Linked DNA regions of Sus scrofa: region 2 is linked to region 1. A link is a contact called in public Hi-C data. All regions are on one chromosome and are shown on one strand. Each heading gives the region's core, a stretch centred on a gene start, on an enhancer-like site or on the middle of the called end of the contact. The rest is flanking DNA. Distances are from core to core; before and after follow the strand shown.

What was found. Hi-C and Micro-C count contacts between places; a contact is called where the count stands out from the background.
Region 2: a Hi-C map of liver shows a contact between it and region 1, with 7 times the contacts expected there. The contact joins the promoter of IMMP2L here to the promoter of IFRD1 in region 1. A contact is called at or near these places in 1 of 5 promoter capture datasets (liver) and 2 of 47 Hi-C or Micro-C datasets (heart right ventricle and liver).

The regions. Positions count from the first base shown.
Region 1 is chr18:33,219,534-33,222,233 of Sscrofa11.1, forward strand. IFRD1 (interferon related developmental regulator 1) reads right to left here and starts at 1,438. Exons shown (of 12, transcript NM_001007519.1): 1 at 1,149-1,438. The coding sequence starts at 1,239.
Region 2 is chr18:34,005,467-34,008,166 of Sscrofa11.1, forward strand. IMMP2L (mitochondrial inner membrane protease subunit 2) reads left to right here and starts at 1,375. Exons shown (of 7, transcript XM_021079089.1): 1 at 1,375-1,456; 2 at 1,950-2,022.

The DNA of each region.
Region 1 (2,700 bases), core at 188-2,687:
CAGGAAAACTTTTTAAATAAATACCAGTTTCCAATCAACTTTAACAAGAAAACTGGCCTATTTACTTGCACAACATTCTGAGGGTCAAAGTGGATATTGTGTTTGTATGGCTAGTATTCCGATATGATAACACCTGAGAATATTCCGATATTTAATTTCAAAGTCTCAAAAAAGGATTAAATGAGATGACTTTTACCCAGTTTAACACTAGTTTTTAGTACGGTGTCTCGTAGGAATTTCTGCTTTCAGTCCGTTGTTCTTAACCGTACAGTGAGGAATAATGTATCATTAATTCAGGTAAGCACCTACCCATCCGGGAAAAGCTTCAGCTTTGCAAAGAGAAGACAAAAACCTAAACTTTTGGCCAACTGCAATCTGAGCTCTCCACCCCCCAACCCCCCACCCCCGCCTAACACGGGCTCCCAGCAGAGAACCTAGAGAATACTGCACAAAGGAGGACGAGGTTTCGGCTCAGGGAAGCAAGAGGTCACCTCGACTGGTCACAGAAGAGCTGGGGGCTCGGGGTCAGGGAGGGGTAGGAGCAGAGCCTAAGCTGGGACAGTGGCCCCCAGCATCCGACATCTCCGCCGGGCCACGTGGACACGCGGGATGAGCAAGAAGGCAGCGGAACGGGATGCCACACGGGCGCCTACACGTCACGCCTGCCCTACCGCGCAAGGCCCAGGCCGCGTGACGCAAGAGCCGGTCCAAACCCGCCGGACGTTTGGCATTCCCGAGAACTCCATGTTGGAGCCGGGTAGTCAAAAACGACCAGTGACAGCAGGACACAACTCCGAGCTTGGCCCCCTCCGTCTGGGAGTGATCTAGAGAACAGACACCAGCCTTTGAGAACAGTTCCCAGCTCCCGGTCACCCTCGACCCTGACCCACTCTCAATCCCAAGGACCCATTCGTCCCCTCCCTGCCCCCAAGGCGGGTGCCCAAGAATTCGGGTCGCACGCCAGATCCAAATCGCGCGAGGTACGGCCCTCGGGGCACACTGGGAAGTGTAGTTCCCCCGGCACGCCAGGCGCCCCGCCGACGCAAACGTCTAGAGGAAAAGAACTACAACTCCCACGGGGCCCAAGACTAAGAGACTCGCTAGCCCGGCCGGCAACTGGGATGCCGGTGGCGGGGATACCCTCCTACCTGCCGTCGCCGCCGTCGTTGCGGCTGCCCCTGAGCCGCCGCCACCACTGCCACCACGGTGGGGTGTGTTCCGCTTCTTATTCTTCGGCATCGTGGGACGCCCGGTGCCGCCTAAACTCGGAGCTTAGCGAGGATCAGCCAATGGAGCTGCACTTTTTACTCGTGCGTCTGTGCGGCGGGCGGCTGAGAGGCGATTCTTCGGCTAACAACAGAGGCGAGAAGCGGCGCGGGTAAGAGTGGGCGGTGGCGGCAGCAGAAATCCCCGTGAAGAGCTGTGATCGGAAACGATACATGTTTCTCTCTAGCGCAGGAGCTAAGGCGGGGCGGTCGCGGCCACGACGCCTTAAGTACAAGACAGCTGCCTGTCGTCACCATATATGGGCGGGACTCGAACTCTCACTAGCCAATCCCTATAGATCCCCCCACCGAAGTCTACTTCGGGCGGCCGAAGGATGTTGACTACCGATCCCATGCCACAAGTCTTCCAGCGGCGCCCAGGGAGCCAGGCTTAGTTGCCGCTCTGAAGTCTGGGAAATGTGGTCTCACGGGGGAGCCGGCTCCCAGCTCCTCCCAACTGGCTTTTGTACGCACTTCCCTTCCCGTAACCCCTCCCTTCTCTCCCCGCAGCCCCGCCTTGGAATTGACGAAGGTGGTCATGGATGGTGAGCAATGCCGCGGGTATGCTGGATGACGACAGCCCGCTTCCAACTGGGAGCTAAGCAATCCGCGTGGCTGGTCTGTCTCCAGAGGATCGTGTTCTTCTCCTTCACCTTTCCCCTACTTGCCTGCGTCCTCTGCCCCGGCACAGCCATACCCCCTCCTTAGGAATGTTCCCATGGTTTTAGTCTTTTAATTATTAGTTTAGCGATCATCAGTATCTACCATTGAATTGTGGTTCAGGGCTCTTGTGCCCCCCAAACCTTCAGAAAGGTGTGCTTTAATCTACTTAGTCGTGTAGTTCGTGTGTTTCGTCTATTCTGCACCGGAAAGATCTGGCGATTCAGGTTTCTGTACAAGAATGTGTCCTTTTGACAATTCTGCCTGCCAGTTAGGAGGTCAGCCTGGGATAAGAATTGGGTTTGGGTAACTTAACAGCTGATAAAACAAACATGGGCTATGAATACCAATAATCGCAGTGTTTTTTATTTTCCCAGGTGCTCCTAAGAGTTCTGTCTTCCTTGTTGCATTCGTCAGGTATCTAGGACCTGTTATTAAGCTCATATCCTTATGACAGACCATAGTGACTGATTCACCTCAGTGTAGGTGATTCATCCCCCACTCCACCTCTCTCCTGAGCTCCTTCTCTTATTTTCTTTTCAATTGCATTGTAGCACATTTACACCTGCATGTTCCATATGCACCTCAATCCACCATCTCTAATACTGTATTTCTCTCTTCCTGCCTTCCTTGTGTATGTTCACAGTACTACTATCTTCCCATATGTCCAGATTCAAAGACTCAAATTCATACATGGTTTCCCTAAAACCATCAGTATTACCATAAAACTCTGAAGTTCATGTGCTCTTTTCCAGTCACACATGACCTCAGCTGG
Region 2 (2,700 bases), core at 125-2,624, 790 kb after region 1:
CACACTGGGACATCGTTATTAGCCAGAGTCTATAGTTTACATCAGGGTTCACTCTTGGTGTTATTCATTCTTGGTGTTATTCATTCTATATATATTCTATATATTCTATATCATACAGAATATATTTTCAGTGTCCTCAATATTCTCTGTGCTCTGCCTATTCTTCCCTTCTTCAATCATAACCCTTGTCAACCACAAATCTTTTACTGTCTCCAGTGGAGAGACTTTATGCTTTTTCAGATGGTCTCAGCTTCTTAAGTACATTTGATGAAACTTAGTGACAGGCTGGTCAGATTTAGCAACTCTTTTTGTATGTTTATTTATAAACATTTAATTAAGAAACACACATATCTGTCTTTGCTGTTTTTCTAGATACAGTCCATTCCAGGCTGCTCAGCTCCTAGTAGCCCAAAATTCCATCTATTTAATTTAGGACCACCTAAGTTAATTATTAATTAATTATTAATTACTAGTGCCAAGGTGTCCCAGTCCAATTTACAAATCGATTTCCATTGCTATTTGATGAGGGTGCTCTTATTAGCTGAGTGCCCTTGGAATTAAATCCTAAGCATTAGCAAATAAGAACTTACCTTACAGTAATTCCTTCAGTGACAAATAAGAAAAACTACAAAAACTGGTACATAACCCCTTCACAGGTGAGCAATTTTACTCTCTTCATGTCCATTTAAGTCTCTGAGTTTGTTTTGAAACCTTTAGAATTATTTTTAAACCAAAATACCAGAGCATCTGGTACTTACATTTGTGTTAAATGATTTGAAAATGCAGAGTAGTTTGTTAGTAACCAGAAGGACAATAAAAACAGACATACTCAGGGACGTATTTTGGAGAGGGGTATAAAAAAGTAGCTCTAGGTTACACTTTCTTTGAAGGTTGAAATAACCCAGCTTAGAGTTTGTGCCGTTTGAAGGCAAAAGCTTTGATATGAAATTCCAGTTTCTCCAAAGTAAACCACCTGTTCTGGATTACTCCCTTTGGCGTATCTAGAAGCAGCAAAACAATAGTTTTCCTGTGCCCACTTCAGCAGAAAAAACGCAGTAAGGAGGAGTCGACAGGGAGAGCCTAATATGGCAGTTTGCCACTGTGGCCTTGCACCCAAAGCAACTGCTGGGGTCTCAGTTTCCCCATCTGTAAGACAAGGGAGGGGGTAAAGACACAGTTTCACAGGTTTTTCAACTCTTGTTTCTCTTTCTGCCCTCAGTATGGTGCAGAGCTTGGAGCAAGTGCTCAATAGTGACTTGCTGTTAGTGTTATTTTGATCCGTTGTCGATCCACGCCGGGTTTTGGGCTTAACCCGCGCAGGCGCCCGGGAAGGCCGCTTAACCGCCCTGGGCGGAGCTTCGCCCGGCTCCCGCGCACAGGGGGCGGGGGCGGAGCTTGCCGCCGGCGGAGGGCGGGGCCTGCGCGGGGACTTCCCTTGGGCTGAGCTGCGCAGCGGGTGCGGAGGGTGGGGGGCTCCAGGACGGGTGGGAGGCTCTGAGGTTGGCGGGGGTGGGCCGGCGCGCCACCCCGGCTGACACCTGGTGGTCCCTAGAGCTTGGGACCCTTCCCCGGGAGCTGGTCCCAGAGGGGGCGGGCGTTGCTGGGAGGCGGAGGGCTGCTTGGCCGCAGGTCCTGCGGTGTTCGCGAGCATGAGTGCGTGCGCGTGTTTCTCTGAGGTCGGGCGCTGCGGCCGACTCTGCCCCCTCCTCCCGCTAACTCGGGTCGGCAGCGGGAGCCTAGAGAAGGCAACGTGGAGCCCAGAGCCGAGGCGCCCTTAGATCGCGCTCTCTGTCCCCAGCAAAGGGGACAACTCTGGCCCAAGTCCTGGCCTAGAGGGAGCGCTGTGGATACGCGCTGCCTTCTGCCTGGAAGTGTTGGGCAGGTGGTGGGAGTTCCTGAATGTCAGGGTTTTAAAACACGTGTTTGTCTCTGTCATTTTTACTTTTTAGGGTTTTGGCCAAATTGGGCGAGGGCACAAAATAACCACTTACCCCTTCTCACCGAGGAAGAACGGGAGAAAGGGTAAGTAAAGAATGGTCAAGGGTGGAAGAAGCTAGCACTTAATTCTGAGAGCGCTAGGGAGAGGAGGACGAGGTCCAGAACTGCCCTAGGGGGATCTTGGGAGCAAGTTTTATCATGTTATTGGGAAACTTTAGCCCACCTTCACGGGTCACAGGCTCCAAGCCCAAGAGTTGTTTCGGGTTTCCAGAGCCCTGGAGTTGGCTGGGAGTTTGACAGCTGGTATAGATCCCTTTTAGCCACTTGACCTGGCAGAAAACTCTCATTACCCTTCCCTTTTCTGGAATGTTGTTTGTCTCAGGCCCCTATGTCTGAGCTAACCTCCACCAGTCTCTGAGACTGTAGTGTTTAGGAGTCTTGGCTCCCTCTCTTCCCTCCCAAAGATCTGTCGTTCTTTCATTCTTTCTGCCTGCTCTCTGGGCATGTGGAAATTTCGGGGCCTGGGGTCAGACCTGTGCCATAGCAGTGACCTGAACCGCTGCAGTGATAATGCCAGATCCTTAACCCATTGCCCCACAAGGGAACTCCCTCAAAGATCTTTCATATTTGGGAAGGGGACTCCTGTAAAAATCCTAGTGGCTGGGGTGTAGGCCTGAAGCTGCAGCTCCAGAGTGGACCCCTAGCCCTGGAACATATGGAAGTTCCATGCCATGGGCGTGGTGGAAAAAAGAAAAAGAAAAG